Linked DNA regions of Anser cygnoides: region 1 is linked to region 2. The links are chromatin contacts, called in public Hi-C maps. All regions are on one chromosome and are shown on one strand. Each heading gives the region's core, a stretch centred on a gene start, on an enhancer-like site or on the middle of the called end of the contact. The rest is flanking DNA. Distances are from core to core; before and after follow the strand shown. Region 1 holds the start of RCN2 (reticulocalbin 2). Region 2 overlaps PSTPIP1 (proline-serine-threonine phosphatase interacting protein 1).

What was found. Hi-C and Micro-C count contacts between places; a contact is called where the count stands out from the background.
Region 1: a Hi-C map of liver shows a contact between it and region 2, with 2.7 times the contacts expected there. The contact joins the promoter of RCN2 here to the enhancer-like site in region 2. A contact is called at or near these places in 4 of 7 Hi-C or Micro-C datasets (granulosa cells and liver).

Annotation. Positions count from the first base shown.
Region 1 is chr11:13,814,314-13,822,055 of Taihu_goose_T2T_genome, forward strand. RCN2 (reticulocalbin 2) reads right to left here and starts at 4,520. Exons shown (of 7, transcript XM_067004109.1): 1 at 4,314-4,520; 2 at 4,113-4,218; 3 at 2,118-2,314. The coding sequence starts at 4,421. It overlaps SCAPER (S-phase cyclin A associated protein in the ER), which reads left to right and starts at 4,718. Exons shown (of 33, transcript XM_067004071.1): 1 at 4,718-4,953; 2 at 6,836-6,948.
Region 2 is chr11:13,764,469-13,771,984 of Taihu_goose_T2T_genome, forward strand. All of the region lies in intron 3 of PSTPIP1 (proline-serine-threonine phosphatase interacting protein 1), which reads right to left. Among named protein-coding and RNA genes, the nearest start is that of PSTPIP1, 27 kb to the right of the region's middle. Within about 2 kb of position 4,158, at least 1 of the 3 cell types and tissues checked has open chromatin away from gene starts, as enhancers often do. A contact at or near this core is called in liver, where this site is marked.

The DNA.
Region 1 (7,742 bases), core at 3,270-5,769, 50 kb after region 2:
CTGTTAGACTGGCCATCACACATTCTAACATTTACATTTTCAGGACATTTAACCTTTTGAATCTATATCTCATTTACATCAAGGGCTCTTCATAGTTCCAAGAAAGTCTTCAAATATCATATATGTAAACTGCCTTTTCTGAAGCCATTTTAAGTGCTGAAGGATGAGGCAGATTCCTTTAATACAAGACTGTTGTCCATTACATCTGAACTTATTTCAAATCAAAGTCACTTCTGTAACCTCTTTTAAGTATAAATATTAGCATGCCTTCTTAAAAGAGATAATACCCGCAATAAACAGGCAAGTTACTATTTCTGAATGTCTTGCACTTCCTTCTTCTGTACTCTAAATGTGCAAAACCCTTGTTCTTTGCCCTTGTTTCATTCTGTACAGTCTCTTCAGACAAAATAAAGACCCAAACCACTGATAACAAATCTCTACTCAAAATGCATGCGATGTGAGCTGTGAAAATTTTGGAGTCCTGTGTTTGAGTGTATTGTACTAAACAGTATGACTCTGATCTGGATAAGGCAGTGGCCAGCAAACCAGAGATCACAAATACTTTAAAAATAAACACTTGAAGTTGTACTTCTTAGCTTCTATCCTATTTATTGAATCTTCTCAGCTTAGTTAGGCTAATCTGACTCATGCAGATCACGTGTAACAAATAAAGTATAAGAGCTTAACTATTCTGCAAAATAATTAATTGCGTTTAAAGAAAAGCTGACTTTAGCTAAGAGTTAAACTGGAAGGCAATTCAGAAGGACTGGCTAGGGACAGTACTAGACTGCAAAATAAACTTGAACTGTTGAGGGGAAACGTTTGTTTTCAGTGTTTTGAGATGTGATGAACAAGACTGCCACCCTCTGGTAAATTCATGTTTACTTTATGTCAATTCAAAATCAGTAACAAAGTCCAACTTTTCCATTTTAACTAGAGCAGGATCATTAATTTACAAAAGTATGGCTGAAGACAGCTGACACACGATGCTGGTGCAATGCTGCTAGTTTTGCTTTTGCCAATGTAGGTTGAAGAAGTCAGCAAGTAGGAAAACCAAGCAAGCAATCATCACAAATTATAAATAAGTAGTTCTACCTCAGCATAACATGATGGCAACATCTCAAACATGGGGTTAAGATTTTGACTAGTAGTTCCATTCAAAATCTTGTTTTATTTAAAAACTACGTAATTCAGTGACCTCCAAAGCTTTACAGTTTGATTTTTCTTCAGTGTGTAAAATTCATTGCTTATTGTCTATTCCAGCTTAACGTCTGTCAACACTATATTCAAGACTACTACTTTACTAGAAGTAGCCACCAAAGCACTCCTTCTCAGAAAAAATCTCAGGCCAGAATAGTCTAAGAACTCACTTATTCTCTTTTAGGGAAATATTTACATGTACTTACAAATGTCTAACTTGAAAACAAACAAGTTTTACTACGGGAGATTTGTAGTGTCCTTCCTTCCCTGTCCCTCTTGCCTCCTTCCTTCCATTCTTAAGTATTTAATTGCATATACAAGATTAATCCGTAACTTCGATTGTTTATACATTCAGTTTTATGTACCAGGGTTGGATTGCTAAAAATATTTGAATTGCTATTGCTTTCTCTGTGGATCTCTAGCGGACAGAAAAATTTAAAAGCAGGCAATATTGATCCCCCACACCATATACTTCAGAAATGAATGAAAAGTGGATAAAGCAGTGCAATGTGGGTGGTTAAAGAGTACAGTACAAGGCTGACCAACACCAGTGCTACTGGCCCTAGCTACAGGCAGGACACTGGTTAGGCCATGGACCTAATTTAATAGATTGCCATCTTGTTTTAAGACATTTGCTGGAAGCTCTGCTCTGTGATAAGACTGCCAGTAGACTTATACTCCACTCAGCTACCAAAATGTACTCAGGAGGTACAGTTTCATTCTGTCTTTGTGTTTTGCTGGTAGCCAGTTTAATACTCCATTACTTTTCATTAATTACTCCCCTATCTCAGATAAATGAAAGTGTTAAAACATGCGCCAGCTGCTATGGTTTCTCTAACCATCCTGTTCTGTCAGAGTAAACAAATATTGTTTCCTATTGCCAGCAGCTTTCAGAAACTGATGCTGAAACATTTTACCTGTCGAAATGATTCTTCTTCTTGATCCTCCAGGACAGTGTTCTCATCAAAATCAATGACACGATCATACATTTGTAAATTGTACTCTTTCCAAGACACTAATCCATCACCATCTTTGTCATAGTCGTGGAAGTGTTGCTTAGCTTCTTGTGTAACATAATGTTTAAAGGACTGTTGTATCCAGGAGCTCAGCTCATCTGTGAAAATAAGAAAGTAAACCAAACAAAAATCAGAATAATCTATAGTATAAAAACTGTAAAGATACCACAGGTCTATTCAGTTTGGAATATACTTTGTAATTCAGATGCAAGTATGTAGGCAAGAGGTTGGTTAAACAGCCTACTTCCTCTGTGCCATGCCTTTTTTTCAAGTTAACCGAGTAAGAGATTAGACCACAACTACAGCTTTTAGTTCGTCTTCTGTCGTACCATACGGTTTCCCTATTGATACCCTCAGGCTAGAGTTAGATGGTTACTTCACTCTGGTGTATTTTGGTGCTGCCAGAAAAAGGGTGACGCATCCCTCTGACACACAAAGGAAGTGGTTAGGAAGAAATGATTACAGGTAGTGTTCATGCAGCTGCACAGCAAACTAGGTCAACTAGGAACTTATCCCATAAGGAAGATTCTTAGTTTTCAGCTGAGAAGTTACCCTTATTTCAAGCTTACTGAGGCCTGAACAATGCAAGCCTGCCCCTTTTGGTGGCTGCTGGCATTTATGTCAGCTTGAAACGATTATGTGGCCAGGGCTTTTCAAACCTGAAGCCATCCAACTCTAGGATCATTTAACCTTTCTTTTCAGACCTTTATGAAAATGAAATTGAATATAGAAAATTCTAAATGTAAATTTGTATCCAAAAATCACCGTTCCCATCAATTTCTAAGTTTCTTAGTGTAAAAAAGCGTTCCACTGTGATTTTCCTTTGGGAAGGGAGGGAAAAGCAAGTTTCCATTAGGCTAAGAACCAGACGCAGTATGTATCGTCAGGATTGAGTACAGAGGGAATTTCTGCACTTTAAAATATTAGACCTCTTCTCTTACAGCCTTCACGTTGCAAAGTGCTTGTTGTTTATTTTACAAGTTAGCCACCCTTACAAAGTCACATACTACCTCACCTCTGCTCAGTCAGGTACAGGAACACTGAACTAAGTGTGCAGCTGATTAGTTTCAGCACATCCAGTGGAAGACATTCAAGAGATAGAGTTGGCCTTATCTTTAAAACTGAACTTTCTCCTCCCACCCAGAAAGCTTACTGTATGCTTGATATCATGTCAGTGACATATCACGGTTCTGGAGTTTGAACAAGGATTGTGTTTGCTCTGTGTGCACGTTCACAAGACACTTATGTTTTTTTTTGTTAAGCTCCAGCAGAACAAACCGACATTTTTACAATGAGTTTGACAATTAGATGAAGAAAGTGTTGTGATGGTGCCTGAATTTACAGGTTTGATAAAACCTTCGTCTGGGAAATAACATTTGGTGCTACATTGTGATGGAAAGCACGTATGATCCCACAGTGTGGCTCAATGTTAGTAGGTGTTCAAGTGTGTGCACTCAATGTTATGGCTGCAGGTACCTTCTTTACCTCCTTGCCTTGCTCTCCTAGTTGTGCAAAAAGGATTTCAAAAAGCACTTGATTCTAGGGGGTTTCAGAGGTGTGAGGAAGAGGTACAGCTGCAAAACTGGTACTGTGGAGGGTGGGAAGAGCTCTGCTGTCGGTGGTAGTGCTCCTCCTGCCTGCTTTCCATGGCCCTCGCTGCTTGTGTCATGGAAAACAGAATCCTTGGGGACTGAGATATCCTCTATATCCTTTTTTATTATTATTTTTTCCCGGCATTTCTGACAGGCTGTGCAAGATGGTGGTTACATTTCTCGCGGCGATTCTCCACGGAGAGGGTCCCGCAGCCTTCCGTGAGGCCCAGCGCCGGGCCCATCGCACGAGCACGACCCCCGCCGCCCGTCCCGTCCCTTGCGCCCCTCAGCCCCCTGCCCCTACCCTTGCTGAGCAGCCCGTCGCCGTCCGCATCGATCCTCCTGACGATGGCCCGCAGCCGCCGCTGCTGCTCTTCCGGGCTGAGCCGCGCGTACTCCTCCGCCTCCTCCTGCGGGCGAGGGAACCGCCGTGAAGCCGCCGCCGCCGCCGAGGCCACCCCGGCGGGCCGCGGCCCCCGCCCGCCGCCCCCTGCCCGCCGCCCACCTGCCCGCCGAGCAGCGCCTCCCGGTCGTAGTCGGCGCGGTGCTGGCCGTGCGCCGCGCCCAGCGCCCACAGGGCCAGGCCCAGCGCCAGCAGCGGCCGCCGCCGCATCGCGCCCGCCGACGAGGGGACCCGCGGCGAGGGGCGGGGAAAGGGAAGGGAACGGGAAAGGAAGGGAAGGGGCCGCGGGGGGCTCCGGGGCGCCGCCTGCCCCCGGCTGGGGGCCGGGCCGGGCGGGGGGCGGCCGGCCGCGGGGCCTGGTAGGGGAGGTGCCGGCGGTGGGGTCGGGCACGTCGTGGGGCCGGGGCCGCGAAGTTTTGTCCTGCCTCTCCCGCCCAGGCGTCCCTTTGTGCCGCGGCAGCGGAAGGTACCAAGTGCTGTCAGCATAGGTCTGTGATTTCTCACTTCCAGAAAGTGGGTCGGCTCAGGCATCAGTGAAGACTGGCAGGCCAGAGTGAATTTTGTCAGAGCTCGGGGCTGTTTCAAACAAACTCTGCCGCAGCGAAGATCATCAGGAAGCTGGCAGCGTGAAAGTGTCCTCTCAGAGAGGAGGAAAGCTTGCTCCTGGTGTGGGCCTGAACTCACAGTCGCACTTACAGCACAAAGGGAAAAGGAAGCGAGGCGTTATAAATGAGTTAGCAAGGTGAATCAATACAAATGTTCATAACTGTTCAGCACAGATAATAGAAAGAAAAGCTGTAAAATAAATTGAATCTCATTTACCACTCAGGCAGACTGAAAATATGTCCAGTAAATGAGCAGGGGGCCTCTGCAGGAAAGTCGTAACCAAGAGATGTCACATGAAATTGGGCTTGCTCAGATCCAGAGTCCACTGAGGTCAAATTAATCACTCTCAGTGGTTTAATTGAGATTTGCGTAAGGTTGATGTTGGATTTGTTACTTCTCCTTTCAAGATTAGTCTATTTCTGGAAGTCCTCTTTCAAACAGAAAGAAGTGATACCAGCTTATCTGGAATTCCAGAAAGGGAGCTGTTGACGTGTTTAAGTAGAGCCCTCAATTAATGGAGCTTTGTCTGTTGTGTTGTCCCTCATCCTCGGTGATGATGGCGATGTACTGCTCCCTGGTTAACCTCAAATTCTATTAACTGCGAAGAGCTAAGACACTTCATTTGGGAGATGTGAGACTACAATACTGTAATAAATCAGTAAATGTGTTACTGCAATTTCCTGCCCATATAAGAAATGTCTCTCTATTTTAAAAAAATCTAATAGTGACTTAAGTCTAATATGCTTTATTGGTTTAGATGTCAAATTTCCCGTCAGTATTTATGGAAATCATATATACAAAGTGTGAATGAAGTCAGGCTGCTTGTGGTTTGTGTAGATAAAGCAAATCCTATAAGCAATCAAAACAAAAATAAGATTCGATTGGTTTCCAAAAATAGTACTGAAGATACTTTGTCTTCTTTGTCTAGTGCATTACTAACACTCCAGAAAAATTCTTTGCTGCATATCTCAAGGCTTGACAAGTGTATCGGATTATACGTATCATATGTATACGTATAATATAGTATACGTATGCCTAAACAACTGTAATAGCTTCCAAAGAGCAAATTCAATATAGATGTGCAAAGAACAAGTTTAATAACAATATGTTCACATGCCAGGATGACTGAAGATAGCAGAAGGAAATAAGAATAGCTGGAATAATATAGCGAGCAAAACCAACCAGCCAAACAAACAAACAAAAAAACAACACCCCACCACCACTTGCTGAAGCTCAGCAAGAAGGACAGCATAGAAAATCATATTCTTCACTCCGTAGTTTGCCTGTATCAAAATACAGTCCACACTTCCTAGCACTCAGTTAACCAGTCATATCATAAATTCGAAATTGTTCTGGTAAGGATGTAGGAAAATGAAAGAGGGCCTTACATTCTCTCGATATTTTTAACCAAGTGCGTAGCGAATGCATTGCTATCGTAACTTGCAAATAAAAAGCGAGTATCAGTGATGCTATTTTAAAAACAGAATGCAAGTCATGTCATACAAAAAGCTTTTTATGTGCTGAACTTTCTGACTTTTCTGACAAATCTCTCCTTCCATCTAGCCAAATTGCATACAGTCTTTCACAAATCTGTTTGGAGCTACTCTTTCAATCACAGATTAATGTTAGAAGATCATGTTCAACACAGATTTCCACTACATTGGCTCATTTGTGCCTCCTCCTAATGACTTGACTGAAGCCATGATACCATTTCTTCTCTAAGACATCAGCAAATGTAAATCTGTTCCTCTTAAACTGTCAGCATGAGAGCAGTTGTCCAGGAATGGAAAGTGCCGTTCCTTAACAGCTATTTTCTGCAGGTGAAGCTATCTGCCTCATGTTCACTACAATTTTTTTTACATTTCTACATTTTAATTTTATAAAGCACTACTCAACTTGTATAAGCTGTGATTTTCTTTAATGCAAGTCATTTATACTCTTTCAGAATAAGTGTATTCACAGTAGTGAATTTAGACAGTTTTTGATTTTGACGTATCCTAATTTTGTTTTCATCACAGGTAAACATTATAAGCTGTATGTAAGATGGTGAAGTGTATCTAAGAGCTGCATGCAAAGATTATCCCTCCATCTTCCATTTTAAAAGTTGCTGGCTTTTGACAGGTGAATTTAGGTAAGGGAAAAAACAACCCGAGCAACAATTTAATTATAAAGACAATTGTGTTTAAGTGCCATGTGCTTGGATTTCAAAATGGCCATCATTTGCTTTAGTAGGACCCAAATACAACATTGTGAGCATTCTAATTATTTAATAACTCCTTCACAAATTATCCTGAAGTATTTTAGGCTCTGCAGACTTTACAGACCTATTTTTCTACTTATTTGCACTTAGTGCAGTTATTAATATGTGAAGAAACAGGTTATGAAAGGACACTTCTGATGCGGTATCTGATTTGGCATCAAATCAGGGTACCAGGATTTGTCACAAGCTTCTGAAGCCCTGTACCATGGTGCTGAGCTCAACTACAGGGGACCAAAGAGGCAGCTGGGGACACTCAGACAGCTGCCTGGGAACAATAAACGAGCTTGTTATCGAAGGACAGTGTCAGAGCTGGGCTGGGACCTCCAGAGGCCATCTGGCTCAGCTCTCAGCGCAGGACCAGTTATGTGTGTCATTCCTGAGAGGTGGTTGTGCTACTTGTGACAGCAGCCGAGGCACGTGTAATTTCCCGTGCAATCCATACCAATGCTTGAACTATCGTTGCTGTTTTAGAAATGGAAACCTAAATCGTCCCAGTTAGAATTTAAGCCTCTTACTTCTTATCATTGCTATCCCACAGGAAATGGATCATTCCTAACCATACTTTTACATGTTGGACGCTCCTATCGCTCCCCGTTTGTCTTCCCTTTTGGCTAAATAGTCCCCTTGTCCAAAATTTCCTCACAAGCCCGCTTGCCCAGATCTCA
Region 2 (7,516 bases), core at 2,908-5,407:
CTTGGCTGAAGCCTGGCTACTGGGAGAGGCCAGAAGAGGATGCGTATCACTCCTCAGCCATGTGTGACTGCAGATGGGGAGGGAAATCCTGCATCTCCTGTGCGTTCCAGGAAGCTTAGGAGTTGTGTGAAGAGTCCTAATTGCCCTGTGTTAATTTAGGCTGAACATCTGTTTCCTAATCAAAGCTTGTTGTCCAAGTAGCAAGAACACATTACCAGGCAGAAGAAAAGTGCACAGGGGATGGGAAAGACTGGGTCTGTCCTCAGCGATAGCTGCCCTGCAAAGTGCTTCCAAATCTAGCTTTGTATCTGCCCATGGAAATATAAGGAAAAGGCTTTCAGCCAGAAGCCATGAGCATTCATCTACCTGTTGGACTCTTTCAGCATCTTCTCAAGGAAATAACTATGGTAAACTAAATTTGTTTTGGTGGCAGATTATCATCCTAACGATATTCAGTCATTCTGAAGGTTCATTCACCTTTCCTTCTGTACCCTTGTTCACACAAAGTGAGTCTGGAGTGGAAACTTTGATGGAAACTAAATTTTCACAACACAAAGGAAAAAAACAGGATTAATTACAGCTCATTTAATTAAAAACTTGAAATCAAAAACCAAGTTGAATATCAGTAGCTGATTTAGCTTTTCCCCACCTAAAAGCTCTAAAGGATTATTTTGAAAACTTAAGCTAATTTTATTCCATAAGTATTTTTTCCTTTTTTTTTTTTGTATGGACTGTCCAATGGGAGGTGGGAAATATGCTAGCAACTTCATGCTAGAAATAGGTAGATACTGACATTTTAAAAACAGAGGACACTTGCAAATTGCACATACTGTTTTTGCGTGACATATTGATCTGTTGTTCAGAGATTTTTTCATCAGTGTTGGTGATTTGGATTATGGCAAGGCTGAAAAAGCTGCTGTAATGGATACTGAAAAAAGTAATTCATAATCAATACATATCAAGGACAAAAGCGTTTTGCTGCTTTTTTGTTTTCCAGACACCAGAGCTACCAGAGTAGATCATGATAAGCAGTACATGAAGCTTCTCTCATTTTTGCTGGCTTTCTGTAAGGATCAGTTGGTTTTCTGGTATAATAACACACCTGGCTATGAGCTGAGGAACCCATTTGCCCCTACATGGTCTTTAGTTGCTATTTCAGAAAGCTTTGGCCTTTTGCTCCTGGCATAAAAGATCTGCACAGGCAGTTCCTTAGCTGCTGGTTAGGGCAAGGCCACAGTCCCTAAGAAGACGGAAATAGACTTAAGCCATTTCCTTCCCTATTTTTATAATAATTTTCTGAAATCAGTGAATCAGATCCTTCATCCCTATGGGGCTTGGAGTAGCAACCATGTTGTTGTGACAGCTTATGCTGGGGGGGAGGACAAGTAAATCAAATCTCGACCCACAGATCCATCAGGTATTCCTCTATGATTTCTGGGCTGCAGGGATGTGCTGGCTGCAGCAGCAGCAATCCTACAGATAAATTTTTCTCTCCTGCTAGCTGCTCAGATTGTGCTAGTGAAATATGTAATGTCAGTGCTTTGGAGAGCTTCGTGGAAGCATCCCATGTAGCAGACGTACATGAGAGTTTTAATTCAGTCGGTACCCTTGTATATACAATACCTATTGCCTCTTTCTTCTGCGTGGGTGTGACTCTCTAATAAGATTGGTAAGGGCTTGATTCCAAAGCAACTGAAGTGAGGATGTCTTCACTCTTAGGAGCACTTCTATGCAGTGCTTTATCCTCACAGTATATTGTGCTGTTGGCATTGTGGTAGCAATTTATTTTTTTGTTGATTTTTTTTTTCTCTGGCCAAATTAGAAAACCTGAAGTTGAAAATAATTCAAGAAAAACTACAGTTTGCCTCCCCACCCCCCTTTTTCTTTAACTTCCTCATATCTGGTGTTTCCATGCCAATTCAGGAAAACTTAAACCACCCCAGCTAAGGACAAGATACCTTTGGGCATCTTTACTTGCAGCCCCTTGCAGATGTCTCAGTGAAATAGGGTTGGACACGAATTTGCTGTGCTTGCTTGTTAAGGCTCCCCCTTGGACATTTAAAGATTATGTTTGTCAAAATGAATTTCAGGTGCAGACAGGATTAAACCTGAACCCAGAAAAATGGGGAACAGATATAGCCATTGTGACAGCCACTCTGCAGCAACCTCTGGTGATTTTTGCCATCTAGTGGCTAAAATATTGGTACTGTAGTATCCTCTAACTCGAGCACAGCAGAACTGAGCTGCTCTTGTAAAATATGCACTTTTCAGTGTTTGTTTTTCCAAGTAGAGGGGTAGAAGGAGACTAGCAGAGCTTTTAGAGGACCTGGGCAGCCAAGGAGAGGTGTAGAGAACACAAGCATGTGGCAATAAAGCTCATTATTTAGCATTCTTAGCTCTGTAGGTTTCAAAATCCTTTCCAAAGCAGACTTGCCCAAATTTACCTGGCAACCCAATCTCCCTAGGGTACTGACTGCAGGTCCCTGTGGCTCTCCTCTAAGAGGATAAGCATTTACGGAATGCATCGTTAGAGAGCTCGGTTTGATTTCTTTCTCTCAGCAGAACTTGCCTCTGTTTTCAAGGCAGGAAATGCATCCTGTATTTGAGAAGAGGTGCCTCGCTTGGCAGTATGAGAAGTAGTGAGGAACCACTGCTTCCGATCATAAATCCATTTCACTCACTGCAAAATTTTCTTATAGTCAGTTCAGGAGGGGAACTTAGCGCACGGGGTTTGGAACAGCATGGGTGGCAACATTTAAAGCTGAACCTGTCCCAGCTGCTCTTAGCATTTGCTTTCCCTCGTTTCGTCTCTTGGACCTTGCTTTTGCTAGGGAGCTGTGCTGTTGCTGGAGAGAAGACTGTGCTGGGCAGTCCTGCGTGACACCAGGATTGCTAGGAAATGCACTGCAGATGGGGCTCTGGTACCTTCTTCAGAGTCATCACAGGCTGAATTTCATGGCACCAGAGATGCAATCAGCAGAGCTCTGAGTGGCAGTGCTGAGGCCACAGGTAGGCTCACTACATACCCTGGTGAACGGCTCTTTTGTAACCGTAGGCTTGCTGGCTTGGGCATTTTTTTTTCAGTACTTTGCTTCCTCACCCAATTAGAGACTGATTTAACTGAGTAATTCATAGAGTCCCTCTACATCTTGTACACAGGAAAGTAAAACATAAGCTCTTCTAACCGGAAAACCACAGCTCTTTTAAAATTTTCTTTCTTTTTTATCTTTGCTTGGTGAATAGAAGTGGAAAATAACTCCACCTTCTTCTAAAATAACTCAGTCTTCCTTTTTGCTCAGTTTACATTTTAACATCAATACAATCTACACTGTTCTGCTCTTACTGTTTTTTGGGTTTTCTTTTGTTTTCTTTTTAAACATTCTTTCTGAAGCTGGGAGAAGTCTCTGCCAGATACAGCCTGCAGAACGCTTTCCAGCAGTCCTGTTCACCCACTGCCTCAGAAACCCACTCACTGCCTGCCCCCTCTGAGGCCACGGTTAACATCTGTCTTTCCTCTTGTCATGTAGGATAGACCTAAGGTGATATTACCAACGCTTTTTCTGTGAAGCCTAGTGGCGGTAACAAAGTGGGGAGAAAGAAGTCCAAAAGCATCTGGTCTCAATCACCTGGGGGGTCTCTGCAGGGATGGATGTGGGGAGGGGCGAGGAGAGGGAAGAGTGTGGGTGCGGAGGGGGATGTTGTGCTCTTTAAACAGGGAGATAACGCCTCACTACCCAGTCTGATGCCAGGCACATAGCAGAGTATTGCAGGCAAGAATCACATCTAGCATCGCTTGCCAGGATGTTTTCTTCTTGTCCTCAAACAGAAAAGCAAAACCACCCTGTGCAACTAGAAAGATTTCTGTATAGGTACCAGCTGTGGTGTGATGTTTAAACCACCTGTGGTAGAGAAAAGGCATGAGCAGCACCCTTCTCTGTCTGCTGGAGTCCAAGTTTTTGTCTGTTTACAGGTTAGCTGCAGCAAGGCGCTAGCCTCAGTAGCCAGCTATTAGGGGAGGCTGCAGCATGCAGCAGGCTGGGCTCAGTGTCAGGTGGGATGGAGCATGTCTTTCATGAAAATAGCCACAGATGTGGAGAGTTCCTCTAATGCTGCGGTGTGTCTGCATACGTCTTTTGCTGTTGCTACTTACATATTTTCAGATAAGTGTCAGAAGCGGAAGCAGCCCCGGACTGAATGGGAACAGGGCGATACCACCATTCTCAGGGCTGGTTGCTGGGAGCACGCACAAATCGCCCCAGGCTTTGCTGGGACAAGAGAGCAAACAGACCCCTTGTGACTGCAGAATGACCTAGGGCGTTCCAATCAATGGGTAAACAATCGAAACAATTCATGTACCTCTCACGTAAGACTAATTTTCCCCATCTCCTGCTCAAAAATGCCTGTCCTCATCACTAGAGAGCATGTCTAGATTGGATTTAAAAACTGAGCAGAGGCACGCTTCTTTCAAGCACATGCTTGGATCTATTTTCACAGCATCCTGAAAGTTCAGAATATGAGTGTGTGAGTGTACAAACTCTGTGCAGGTTCAGAACTTTTGAGTGGAAAATATTTAACCATGGAAGAATGTGACCTTCCAAAAGGTTTTTAGCCTCAGTTAAAAAATGCTTGCTTTGTGTGAATAATACAGAAGATTGTGTATATTATGTGACAGACACACTATATTTATACACAGGAAGCAGCAGCTTGGCATTTCGTTACAGGTGCCCTCACCTCACGCTCACTGAAATATTCTATTTCAGGCATTGCGCAGAAGGGCAGAGCAGGCACAAGTCTGAAGGAACTGCCCTTTCCCAAGGTCTGAAGGAGATGTTAGTGGAAAAGAAGGAAGGAAAAACATAGGAAATCATATACACGAGAAGAGACAAGCAGGACAAATGACAAAAATAGCAGTTGTCAGACGAGGCAGATTTAACCAGCTACCACATGTTTACATCAGTTGCTTTACAGAAGAGCTGAGATCCCAGAGGCTCTGTTTCGGCTGAAGCAGAAGATGTGTCTGAAAATTGGGCTCTGTGGTATTCTTTTTCTCATATTCTTCTGCTGAAAAGTTGCCCAAAGCTACTGCATGGAAATTCCTAGTCACCTTGCAGCCTGAAAGGTGTTTCCTCTTAAAGGCAGGAGCTCTGAAGAGAATCATCTATTACTGGGAGTGCTACCAGTAAACAGTTGCAAATTTGTTCTCAGTTTGTAACTCAGCTGAAAATCCTCACTCCCTGTGCATCCTTTCCCATGTGTGCTATGCAGAATATGGAGGCTATAAAAATATACAGCAGTTTAAACTTCATAATATGTAGTTCCCTCTCCCCTGTTGGAAATCAGCATAACCTGTGCTTTGCTGAGAATATACGGCTATAGCTTTGTAATCATCTTTTTCATAATTTCTTGAATAATTAGAGACTATGAAATTTCAATATATAAACTAAAAAAAAAAAAAAAGTGGGTTAACAGAGCTTTAAACTTAAATGTCTTAATTTCTACTTTATATTTTAAAATACCCATTAGCCCTGACTTCTGATAGGTGAGCTCCAGAGGTCTGGTTCTGGGCAGTATCCATCCTTCTACCGTGACTGCTGTGATCCTCACGCCTTGCCCACTCCTCAGGGACTGCCCTGTCCCTTCCTAGGTCTGACCCACCCAAGAGTTACGTCTGCACTGCTATTTGAAGGGAGGGATGTTCCCTTCAGATAGCTGTTCTCCTCCCAGCACGTTCCCTAAGACTCCCCAGCTTCCCATATCTCCACATACAGTGCTCGTTCACAACTGTGCTGGGACAGCCAGGTGATTGCCTCGAAAGAAGCAGCCAGCCTTTTCCAGGTGTTCGATGATGGTATGGTGCTCAGTGTGTGTGTAAGACCAAAAAGCAGGGGGACTGCAGCTTACCAGTGCAGGCACGCCTTGAGAAACCTCGCTGAAAGGATGCTAACCTGCCTCTGTTGTGATGTCTCAGCTAACATGGCAAGTGTGGTGAGGCAGGTTAGAAACGAACAACAAAAAAGGCACTTCTACATGTAACAGGCAAGTGCATTGCTTTGCTAGGAGATTCAGTGGATGCTAATAAAATGTTTCAGGATTTCAAATAAGATCAAGGCACAAGAAAACTCTGCTGGGGGCTATTCAATATAAAGCTGCTGCTGGTTTGGCAGTCCCTGAACCACAAGTTGTTAAGGCCAGATTGTTTAGGAGAAACTTTCTCCTATGCTTGCTCTGTTCTGCCGTTCCACACGGATCTGGCGCCAGGGATGGGATATTAGGCTGAACAGATTTTGGTCTGAGCATGCGTGACCCTTCTTGCAGTATGAAAATTGTGTGTAAGTGTGTGTCTCCTTCTATGTGTCAGAGTGAACTTCCCAAGGCTTCCAGCAATTGCTGAGTTAGGTCTGTGCCACGTGCCAAAAGTGGATATCTCCCTTCCCTGTCGGAAGTAGTTTCTACCAGCTGCAGTGCCTGAAGCAAGGGCAAGAAGACAGAACGCCCAAAATTGCTTGAACCAGGCTGTGCTATTGAATGAGTGTGTGTTTTGGCTGTTAGGCAGCACTTTCAGGGAACTTTTACTTCTTGAGATGGGATTTGCAGTGTTTGTTTGCCGTGCCCATGGTAACCAGCATCAACTGCTTTTAGAAGCCCTGCCTTTGCTTTTTTTAATTAAAAAAAAAAAAAAAAGTTGTTCCTCATCTCCCTCTCTTGCTTTGTAGGAAAATTTTCTCTAGCTGTAGGCTAAAGTTAGCCATTTCCTATAGCAGTTAGAAAAGGACCAGTGAGGAACCAACTGAAGCAAGCTGCATCTCTGGTAAGCAGCGCTGAAAACTCATACCCTGCTAGCTCTCAGGTCAAAGTGCTTTCCTCATATTTCTAGTGCCAAGGACTCTGCAGGCGGACCTTTTCCCAGGTTCAGATGTTTCACTACTGAGTATCAGCAGTAGTAAAGTGTCCCCCTACAGTTTTGGACTGTAGTTGTCTCTGCCAAGCACTACTGGGGCTGGGGCTGGAGGGGTCAGTTCCCCATCGGGAGCTTGCTGACAGGCCCCCGATATCTCCTCGTAGGACAGCTCATCCTATTGGGGCACCCAGCCTGGTCACCAGGAGCACGTTGTATGCCTTCCTCTATACCAAACTTTTGTAGTGATGGTGGAAGAACAAGCACTGGAGAGTATACAGGTGGAAACCCAATGTCTGTTGTCACCTACATTTTTACTAAGAGCAACAGAGAGTGGTCCCAACGCTGCTGTTGCATTTCCGCAAGCCTTCCCTACTACTTGTCTTTTGAGTCAGCAGCACGTTTCTTCATCTGTACATTTCAGTAAATAAAGATGGGTAGCAGAAACTATTTATACATCCAGATGAATTCAGCAACTTGCTCCAGGCCAAGCAAAAGCTGGGGGTGAAGGAAAGCATGGGTTTGCCCCCGATGTTTTGCCTGGACCACTAGACAGGTACAGCTGTTCACCCTGGGTTTGTGCTGCTTCTGCCATGCGCTGCTTTCCCTACCTGCTACAGA